Regions from separate parts of the Macaca mulatta genome. Here region 1 is linked to region 2. The links are chromatin contacts, called in public Hi-C maps. All regions are on one chromosome and are shown on one strand. Each heading gives the region's core, a stretch centred on a gene start, on an enhancer-like site or on the middle of the called end of the contact. The rest is flanking DNA. Distances are from core to core; before and after follow the strand shown.

Region 1 (5,590 bases), core at 1,312-3,811, 310 kb after region 2:
CTCAATAAATCTCTTGGAAAAAATAAAGAATACATCTAACAAAAAAAATTTAAGGGACATGTATTCCTTTTCCAATTGTTATAATAAAACCAGGTGGAAGAGAATGGTTTTAGCAGTTAGAAAAAAAAAAAAATACAAATCTGGGGTTTGGCCATGAAAAGTTATTTATAAAAATTAGAGAAGAAAAGGTAAGAAGAAGTTATTTCACATTACAGACCTCTCCCTGGCCCCAAAGCCTAATATGTGCTTACCAAGTCAAAAAAAGAGACACAGCTGATTCACAAGCTGAAGGTTTGAACTTGAACAGAACCCTAGGCAGGGCAGTGTCCCCCGCTTTCCCCCGGCCCAGGTAACACTAGGCAGAGCACCAGAGAGTAAAAACTCAACACGGGGGAGGCTGGACCCTCAAGGTTTGGGAGTTGAAGCACCCAACTTCTGGCTCAGGGACTTGGGGAGTAGGGTAAACAAAACCTACTTGGAAAATAATTGGGGAAGAAAACCAAAAATTGCCTTCTGCAGGGCTGGGGACAGGGAAGGAGGCAGGGCCAGGGAAAGGAGGATTTCATATCACTAATCTAACTTGGGAGGCTGGAAGGGACCATCTTCAACTGGTCTTAAGAGGAAAGCCAGATGGCGGATTGGAGAATCCACAGGAGGGAGAGAAGGAAAGGGAATGTAGCTGGTAGGATGCAATAGCCCCTTCCTTTCTGGGCACAGGAGGGCAGCCAGGGCACCAGGTCCAGGCAGTGACCTCACAACAACAGCAGTTTTTGCAGCTTAGAGATCAACCACCTGGCCCACCCCACTATTCATTCTGCTCAGCGTGGGCTGGTGTAGGGCCACTCTCCGCCCCAAGGCAGCGGACAGCTCTGTAGCCTGGGGCCCTGCCTCTTCTTCTGAGGCAGCACTGCCTCTGCCCCCTTGGCCTGGGGCTCCCGGCTGTCAGGGGTAGCAATAGCCTTCCCTTCCTGGGCAGTGCCCTTGTCGCTGCAGGCACTGATCTCCTCCCGCCCCGCTCCTGCTCTTCGTCCATAGGTGAGGAGGCAGAAGCAGCACCCCACCCTCCTTCCCATTTGTCTTGAAGGACAAGCTGCTCTTAGAAAGCCTTCTTGAAAGAGATTTTTTTTTTTTTTTTTTTTTTTTTTTTTTTTTTTTTTAAGACAGGTTAGAGTGCAGTGGCGTGATCTCGGCTCACTGCAGCTTCGACCTCCCCAGGCTCAAGCGGATCCTCCCAGCTCAGCCTCGGGAGTAGCTGAGATCACAACCCCAGCACACCCAGCTTTTTTTTTTTTTTTCTTGGAAGGCAGCTATGCTCACCACTATACCATCAACGCTATTTTATTGTAGTATTGTAGAGATGGGTTTTCGACATGTTGCCCAGTCTGGTCTGGAACTCCTGGGTTCAAGCGATTCCCCCAGTCTTGGCCTCCCAAAATGCAGGGATTACAGGCATGAGCCACCATGCCTGGCCTTGAAAGACAATTTCGTCTTCTTGGGAGTCTCCTTGCGGGGGAGGGAGGCTCCCCTTTGGCCTCAGCACCCTGACTAGGGGGTGCTGGCTCCATGTCATTGCCAGTGGCCCCGGCTGCCTCTTCTGTTCACAGGGGCCAACTCCCCTTCACCCTTGGGGGATGTCACCATTGCTTTTCACGTGGCCACCCTTCTGTCCGCTGGTTTTCGCGTGGGGAGGGCCTGCTGCTTCTGCGGCGGTCCCGTAGCCCCGGGGAGCCTCGGAGCTCTGGTTTCCCACGATGGGGGTCCTCTGGAGGACGCCGGAGCCGCGCCGGGTCTCCGCCGCAGGGGACAGTAACGCGGGGTCGGCCTGGCGGGCGGAGCGCGGGTGTTGGGAAACAGAGCCGCACCTCGCTCGGCTCCGGAAAGCCTTGGTAACCAAAATTCTTGAAAAGCACTAGTGTCTGGCCTCCGCACTAACTCTCCCCGAGTCCCGTTAAGCCTGGGGGGATGACTCAGAGGGTTTGGGGTCCTGTCGGGGAAGTTCAGAAACCAGAACAGTTCCAGATTCTCCCCATGTGTCTGTGGTCCCACCACCTCCTCCGCAAGGGACGCTGAAAGCTGTCTGGTACCTAGGACACCTTCTTGGGATGAGTACGACCATTCGCCCTGGCTGAGCCCCAGGAGTGCGGGCACGGGCCACGGGGGGCGGGTCGCCAGGCACCCCCTCCGGCCTTTCTCTGCTCGCGGCGGCGCTGGGACAACCTCTTGGCGGCTCAGTGCCCGCGGTTCCCAGCGCGGGCCGGGCCGCGGCAGAGGCGCCCAAACCGGTTGCACAGAAACAGCGCCACCCGCGACTGCCCGCGGGGCCATCTCTGCCTGCCTTTCTCTCAAAAACAAAGGCAGGGACGGGGGCGGGAGGTGCCCCAAAAGAAGGCGGGCCGAAGCGAGGTGCGGTTCCCTGTCCCCGCGGAGGAGCCAGGGCAGGGCGCGCAACTCCGGCCGCAGCTGTACCGGGTCGTGAGCCGGCCCCGCCTTGGTAGCGGCGCCCCCTCGCGGTCCAGAGTTAGGCGCATCGGCGGGCTCGGGTCTCCCGCCCGGCGGGGAGGAGGAACAGGGTCTGCGGGGCGGGGACTCGGGGCCGCGGCGGGGCGCGCACACGCGGGTGGGACGGCCCGGGGTACCGGCCCTTGGAGCGGCTGGCCAGGCTCCCAGAGCGCCGGCGCCGCCCATGGCCGAACCGCTCCAGCCAGACCCCGGGGCGGCCGAGGACGCGGCGGCCCAAGCCGTAGAGACGCCGGGCTGGAAGGCCCCGGAGGACGCGGGCTCCCAGGTAGGCGCCGACTCAGGAGCGGAAGGGCTGGGCCAGCCTTCGGGCTGATTTGCCATGAGGCCAGCGGGTCCCATAGAGTTAAGTAAAAAGTAGAATTCTTTAAATGGTCCGAGTCCCTACCCCGTATCCTACACAAACGAGAAACCCAGGTCATTTAGGTCTACCCTCCCCTCTACCCCAGCGCAGGTCCCATCTCAATTTCTTGTCTTTGCGGGGTGGTAGGGCGAGGAGGAACTGGTTACGTCCCAGAACGCGTGGTGGAACCCTCCGAAGCGAGGGAGTGTAATAGGTGCTTGTCTTTAAAGTGTGAATCGAGTCCCCAGCGTGTGGGGTTGGGGCCGCTGCGGTCCCTAATCGCAAGGAGGGGAACCTCGTGGAGGGGCACCTCCCAGACCTAAGGAGCGGGGACCTCGGGCTGGACCCCAGGGCGGTGCAGCCCCTAGACAGGCCGGCTGCAGGTCGACCCGAGATCATGGCACCGGTATTTTTGCATCTCACTCCTACCCTCTTAGAATTGCTTCTCGAAGTTTTCTCTGTTCCGCTTTAGCCCGGAAGTTATGAGATCCGACGCTATGGACCAGCCAAGTGGGTCAGCACGTCCGTGGAGTCTATGGACTGGGATTCAGCCATCCAGACGGGCTTTACGAGACTGAACAGCTACATTCAAGGCAAAAATGAGAAAGGTAAAAGCAGTTTTCCTTGTAATTATGCATATTGTGAAAGAGTCCCTGGGTTTCTTATTGAGTTTTAGCTTGTCAAAGAAATATCCTTTATAATAGAAAAATAAGCAAGTCATCAAAGACTTGTCTTGTTTTCAGACAAGACTCCTCAGGACCAGAGTTCCACTGCGTATTACTTTTCAACCTCTGTTCTCTGATTTTGCTGGATGAACTGGGGTTTGGTGTAACGTGTGATAAGTCCTTTTCCATAGCTAACACTTCAAGATAATTTGCTGACTGGTAGGATCAGAGACATCGGGAGGCAAGAAGGTACCAAGATTAGAAGCATCAAGTCATAGCTTTTGGTCTGGCTTTGCCGCTATTTATATTTTAGCAGGTCTCTTAGCCTGTGGGACCTCATTTTCTGATTGTAAGAAAAAAGAGTTTACTGACCATGTAATCTCTAATTTCCCCTTTTATCTCTAAAATTAAAAATTTATTAACCCAGAATATCAGTATTACAGAAAGTGGTTTAATATGGGCAGTGAGCAGTTTAGTAATTTTGGCCTTACTGTTTTAAGATGAAAATTATCTTGAAGGTAAATATGTCAATAATGTGAAGTAAATCAAGAAACCCAGATCAAAACAGAATAGGTTAAATGTTTAAAGCTGTCAAAAATACACTAAATTTGCTTTCATTTTTATGTCACAGAGATGAAAATAAAGATGACAGCTCCAGTGACAAGCTACGTGGAGCCTGGTTCAGGTCCTTTTAGTGAGTCTACTATTACCATTTCCCTGTATATTCCCTCTGAACAGCAATTTGATCCGCCCAGGCCTTTAGAGTCAGATGTCTTCATTGAAGATAGAGCCGAAATGACTGTGTTTGTACGGTAAGTGGTAGATAATTTATAGCATTGCTGACTGCTAGTTTTACTTACAGTTTAGCTCCAATGCAATTTCAAAAGGCTTTTCACCCTTCCATAAAATTAGGTCTAATGCATTTTGTGATGTTTTCCTACTGGCTTTGTTGTATATGTTACTGAGGCCTGTCACAAGATAATAATCACTTCATTTAATGAGTCTATTGCATGCCCTTCATATAAGACACGGTGCAAATTATATGCCCCCAAAACAAAAGACTGCAATATAGTTAGATCTGAACAAAAGTACCTTAAACAAAAGTCTTAGTTTGTTCAGGCTGCTGTAACAAAATACCATGGGCTGGGTAGTTTATGAAAAACAGAAATTTGTCTCTCACATTTCTGGAGACAAGAAAGTTCAAGTTTAAGGTGCCGGCAGTTTCAGTGACTGGTAAGGGCCTGTTTCCTGGTTCACAGATGGAACCTTCTCAGAAATGTCCTAATGTGGTAGAAGAGGCAAGGTAGCTTTATTGGACATGTTTTACAAGGCTCTACCCTCATGACCTAATCACTTTCCAAAGGCCTCATCTAATACTATCACATTAGTGATTAGGTTTTCAAAATATGAATTTTGAGGCCCAGCACTTTGGGAGGCTGAGGCAGGTGGATCACTTTAGCCTGGGAGTTAGAGACTAGCCTGGGCAACATAGCAAGTCCCCATCTCTACTAAAAAAAAAAAAAAAAATATATATATATATATATATGCCAGGCCTGGTGGCACATGCCTGTGGTCCCAGCTCCTTGGGAGGCTGAGGTAGGAAGATCACTTGGGCCCAGAAGGTCGAGGCTGAGTGAGCCGTAATTGCACCAATGCACTCCAGCCTGTGTGACAGAGTAAGACCCTGTCTCAAAAAAAAAAAAAAAAAAAAAAAAATGTATATATGAATTTTGGGGAGACATAAACATGGACTTCATAGCTTTCTGCCCTGACCCTGTAAAATTCATATCATCTCACATGCAGAATATATTCATTCTATCCCAATAGCCCCAAAAGTCTTAATTCATTCCAGCATCAACTCAAAAGTCTAAATTCATCTAAAGATCATCAAAATCAAATCTGAGGCTCAAGGTACAGTTTATCCTGAGGCCAATTCCCCTCCATCTATGAACCTGTGAAATCAAACATGTTATATGCCTCCAAAAAAAAAAAAATGGTAGGACAGACATAGGACAAATACCACATTCCAAAATGAAGAAATGGGAAAAAAGAAATGGGTAACAGG
Region 2 (5,629 bases), core at 1,421-3,920:
CTTACAGTGTTGTTATACACAGCTTCTACAATTGTGAGGCCAAACTAGACAATGTGCATGTGGCGATGAGCACAGAAGTATAACAAACACTTAAACTCATCTTTGACTAAAACAGCCAGGGGTAGCTCCATATCTGCTGTCTTCTTCCCACAATCACCTCATGACAGCAGATCCCAGATTCATGATTTGATTCTAGATCTTCAGCAAGAGCCGTGTGTGTGTGTAATGCATTACTGGCACTTAATTACCTTTGCAAAGGTAGCAGGAATAATTAAATTGAGTTGTTAAAGCTACTACCATTTACGAAAATCAGTCATGCTGCATTATAAAGAGATTTTTCAAGATCCACTTAGAAAATCGAGCTTTTCTAAGGACCAATTTCTATGTCAAACTGAATTATAAACTATACACTGGTTAGTGTTTTCTTTACAATGAAAAAAATTAACATTTAGACTTCTAATTAAAAATTCAACCAAACTAAGAAAAAAAGACCTGCTTACTGCCTTCCATATACAAAGCAATGTATCAGTCTAAGGTGGAACAGCCACACCCTAAAAAGGTGAGCTCATCCTGCAAGCCAAGAAAAATAAAAATGGCATTGTGCATGTTTCACAAGAGGGCTGTGGTCACAGCCAGAGCTTTGCAGGTCAAATCACGTCCCGGCAGTAGCACTGATCATAGTTCTGCCAATATCCGCCCCCCCAGTCGAAGGCACACTAACCTTACTTTATATGTGGAGGATTACTGCGTATACTTTGGGTCTGCATTAGTCTTTGGAGTAGGGTATAATTATCAAAGTATGTTTAAAAACACAAACGCAGATCTGTTAGGTCCCCTACAAGACTGAGTTCAGATGCATTTTAACTAGAAGATAGAGGTACGTTATTTCAAAAAACAATGAATTCCCTTTAAAAACCTAAAAGACCGGAGATGATACAGACCTGAACTGGCGCAGTGTTTGTATGGGTTTTCAGAGAAGAAAACACACAAACTGCAAGGAAAGCTGGAATTTTCTGCAGTGTTTACATTTTATTACCCGGCTAATGGGGACCATGCTTGCTTCTGTGGGGGAAGTTCATCATGAGGACGTCCAAAGGATTACACAAAAGAAAGGGCACTAGGCTGCTGATATAGTACCCCAGAAACACAAACAGGATTGGGTTGGAAGCCCTGGGCCACTTCAAAGAAAGAATCAAGTAAATGATAATAGTAAGAATTGAAAACAGGCAGGGTAGATTGCTTTCTCTGTTTAAAACTATTAAACCCAGTAGGTAAAGCCCATTTGGCTTTAAGGTTTTATTAGGCTCTCACAGCCCCCCATCTCTCCCACACACATTGCTAATCACAGTAGACCCCAGCTGTGATTCCCGTCCACCCCTAGGCAAGGAGAGGGGGCTTCCCACTGTGAAAGAAAATGCCTTTTCAAACAAGAACCACGCTCCAATCCTGACTATCAGCAAGGCAAGCAGGGAGCTTCCTCCATGCTGGGAAAATGGCACACCCCAGGTACATTAAATTTGCCAACTCTGCTTCACTTCGCGGGTGTAGGGAATGTGTTTGCTTTTTAGATTTCAAATCAGATTAAAATAATTAAGTTTTCTAAACAGCAATGCCATGCTTAAGCCAAAGGACACTCCCTAGAACAAGAGCTAACAAGAACTAGCCAGACCGGTAAGAAAGACTGAAGTAGCTATTGAAATCGTTAACTGCTAAAACTGCCTGAAGGGGTTTTTTTTTTAATGGGAACGTTTTTTTCAGCTATATCAAGTTGAACGAATCCACTGATATTAGGGGAGGCACGTTATTTCAATATTTATATTTTAATCATAAGAAGAAACAGGAGGAAGAGAAATTTCAAGTCTCCAAGAAACTTTGTTCATTAGATTTACTCATCTAAACTTGCAATGCTTGAAATAATCTTTCGTACGTAACTGATAAAACCCAGGAAAAAAAAAACTATACAGTTTGAACTAGGGCCATTTCTTTCTTTTTTCTTTTTTTTTTTTTTTCTGTTTCTGAGCTTGGTGTTAGCCACCCAAAGCTACCGCTGCTGCATTTGGTTCAGGTCGGATGCATGAGCCCCAGCTCGCCCTAAACAGGCATTCTGAAAGGCACCGGCTCCCCCGACCCTGTGAGGGCCCACCACGCGCTGCGGCTTTTGCAGGCCGCAGCCCCGAGGGCTTCCTGGAGGCGGCGGCGGCGGCGGGCTGGCACTCACCGTACTCCATGAGGCTCTGACAGCCCTCCTCGTAGGACCCGCTGCCGCCACCCTCTTGGGAACATTTCCACCACAGCGAGGACGTCTGCGTGTGGTCGTTCGACTGCAACCAGCCGCGGCCGGCCAGCGCGATGATGTCAAAGGCGATGGCGCTGAGTAGGAGCAGGGGCAGGATCCAGCGGCAGCGCTCGCAGGCCAGGCCGCAGCGGATCATGTTGACGGACGGCGCGGGGCCGAGCTGAGTGGAGCGAGCGGAGGAGCGCGCGGGACGGGCGGCAGCGGAGAGTGGCCTGAGAGCGCGGGCGCTGCCACAAAAGTGAAGAGGCCGCAGGGAGGCGGCTCCCGAGGACGCCGCTCCGGGCGGCCCCACCTAGATTCCTGTGACTCAGAGCGCGCCCGCCCCGACCTGCCAGCCGGGCCGGGGCGGGCGGGGCCGCTGGTAAACAGGCGGGGCTGGGGTGACACCGGGCGGCGGCGGAAGGCGGCCCGAGGGTCCCACGCGTCCCCCGAGCCTCCAGTCCCGCTCGCCTGGTCCTCTCCAGGCGCGTGTTTTGTCTTCCTGGCGCACCAACATATACACCTGTTTATCTGCACAGCGCCAGCCTAATATCTGACCCCTGATGTCGCATCGTGGCGCGGTGGTCAGCAATGCCATATTTGAGTTTTCAGCAGTGTGAGATGGGTGTTGTAATTGCACCTGTGGATAAAGGCTGCACTCCTTTGGACGCGTGCACCCAAACCCAGAAGCCCGTCCCAAACCCAGGAGCCCGTCCCTGACCCCTGCTGACACAGGTGATCCCTTCCTCCTAGGCTCCACCTTTGCACCTTGGACCTTGGCTCCCCGGGTACTCTTACCTCTTTGCATGCTGTTCTTTCCTGCTGAGTTGCCAGCTTTTGGAAAGCGGAGGCTATGCTGAATTTATCTGTGTATCCCTAGTGTCCAGCACTGTGTCTGGATCTCAAGGGAAGCTCAGTGAATTTGATGACTGAACATGTAATTTAACAAATGCTCGCTTTTTTCGGAAAGGCTTCATCTGGCTTCCCCAGATAATTTCATGTCGCCTCTGCTGCAGTCCACTTCCTATCACGAATCTCTACCTGTTTAAACTGCACTCTTTCTAATCTTCATTTACTATTTTGAGGTTTTTCCAAATAAAAATCATACGTCAGCATGCAACCTGCATTTAGAATCCCCCCTCGGTGTCCTGGGCTAGCTCCCGTCAACGTCCTGACTCTTCAGGTGTGGCAGGGAGGGTGGGGTGGCAGCCAGGTGTGCCGCTGAGGACAAAGGAGTTCTCAGTGTCAGGCATCTCAGTGGCCTTGGGAAAAATCACTGAAACATCTTATGGGGGTCATGTACCTCCAAAGATTTGTTCTGAATCCCCTACGTTTTCTGTTAATTTAATATAAAAGTGGGAACTACTTAAAAAATATTTAAAATTGTATTCCAATTTGATATTCTCAATAGAAACAGAATACTATTTTGACTTATGCCATTTTCTGGCAATTCTTGAGGATAAATAAAAGCATGGATAAAGTATCTGAAAACACATGAAATAATTTCCCCAGCCTTCATTTTACATAATTCAAGTTTTACATAAACCACATCCTATATTTTTATTACAGGTAAATATTTTCACTTTCAAAGAACACAAGAGGGTGTTCTGCCAAAAATTAACTTTGTATCGTGGAAGTTGTGTGAAGAAAATTGTGATATTTATGTTCTCAGGGTTTTCAAAAGTAATGAAGATATTTGTTTAATTAGCTATGTATAATATATTTGTGAGAAAAAATTTTCTTATAAGTCAAATACTGACCAGAAGCAAAATGGCTTCAGACAAAATGAGAGTTTCGCAGGCGTCTTAATATCTCTGAATAATTTTGGACTTGATATATATAATTTCTTTCTGTTATTCAATGAAACAATTTCCGATGGGCTTGAGAAAAAGAGCTCATCAATGCTGAGGTGAACACAAGGAGATTAGCTCTTCACAATTTCTGGAAGAGACCACATTGACCCTGGTGGGTTTCCAACAATAACTTACCCAGCATGTGGTGTGGACTGTGGAACCGGATGGTTCAGGTTTAAATGCTTTCTCATATTCGCTGTGTGACACTGGGCAGGTTACTTCAGTTTTTTGTGCCCCCGTTTCCTCATCTGTAAGACAGATAGTGCTAACTTCAGTGTTTTAATGAGTGTTAAAAGAGCAAATACATCTAAAGTGCTCAAGATAGTGCCTGTATATGGTAAGGATTGATGATGATTTTTCATACAGGTTTTCCACTTTAGAAGATTGAAAGAGGGGAATTTCCATGTTTCTAAAGGGCAAATTCTATAGGTGAATACCAACTGTAAGTGACTAAGTTATTTTAGACAATGCAATCATTCATCCTAGCCATATTCATAAAATGATGGCGCATAGAAAACAGTAGGCAGTTGGATAGTTCCCCCTGCTGGATAATGTAGGGATTGCGCCTGAGCACTGAGCACTTGGCGAAAATGTGAATTGTACCTAAAGAAACTTTTTTTAAATTGAGGCTTGACTGACATACAAAAAAGTGTATATATTTAATATATACAACTTGACAAATTTGAAGATAAGTACATACCCATGAAACTATCACTATAAAGAAAAAGGTTTTATTTTTCTAACTTGGGGTTATCTGTTACCAACAAAAATACATAAATATATAATTTTAAAAATAAAAATTGGTAGAAAGTAATAGTAATAATAATAATAGCAGCTAACAAAATCTGCTGGAGTTTACTATGTCCCAGTGGGTATTTCACATCCACCTTATGAGGTACGTACCAGCATCTCCTTCATTTACACAAGGGATTGAGGCACAAATAAGTGACTTGCCCAAGACCATGCAGTCACGGAGTGGCAAAGCCAGGCTTCAACCTAGGCAGCCTGACAGCAGAGATAGTGCTGTTCATCACAGTAAGCACTCGTAAGAGTTTATGTATGTATTCAAATGTCTCCTTCTTTCTTCCCTTCTTTTGGTCCTTGTAAACACCCAAACTGCTCCTAGTCATCTCCCAAGCTGCAGTGACACGATCCCCCTGCCACCGTTCTGGGCATCTCTGTAGGACCTTTGGGCCTTTAACATGGTTCTCTTGTGGCTGTCCAGTTGAGTCCATGGATGAAGTACCCTCCAGTGGATATGGAGTGACAGTCTCCTCTGGATGTGGCAAATACTCCCACTGTCAACCATTTGGCAAAGATGCCGGGCCTTATTTTGTCACATTGAACATTGATGAGATCATGTGATAGCTGTGGACCACTGAGAGTCCCTAACAATAGCGTAGCCTGAGTTAGAACCATAGCTATGATCCAGAAAACCAAGAGTATCCTATGTAAATTAACTGTGACTATGAAGACACAGTAAACGTCAACCCAGGATTCT

The links. A called contact is a pair of places that touch in the nucleus more often than the background predicts.
Region 1: a contact with region 2 is called in a Hi-C map of cortical neurons, with 4 times the contacts expected there. The contact joins the promoter of HEBP2 here to the promoter of PERP in region 2. A contact is called at or near these places in 5 of 14 Hi-C or Micro-C datasets (cortical neurons, fetal cortex germinal zone, fetal cortical plate and 2 more).

Annotation. Positions count from the first base shown.
Region 1 is chr4:43,499,106-43,504,695 of T2T-MMU8v2.0, forward strand. It overlaps HEBP2 (heme binding protein 2), which reads left to right and starts at 2,562. Exons shown (of 4, transcript NM_001194081.2): 1 at 2,562-2,785; 2 at 3,333-3,468; 3 at 4,157-4,337. The coding sequence starts at 2,684. It also overlaps the pseudogene LOC144340771.
Region 2 is chr4:43,184,739-43,190,367 of T2T-MMU8v2.0, forward strand. It overlaps PERP (p53 apoptosis effector related to PMP22), which reads right to left and starts at 2,671. Exons shown (of 3, transcript XM_001095578.5): 1 at 2,219-2,671. The coding sequence starts at 2,432.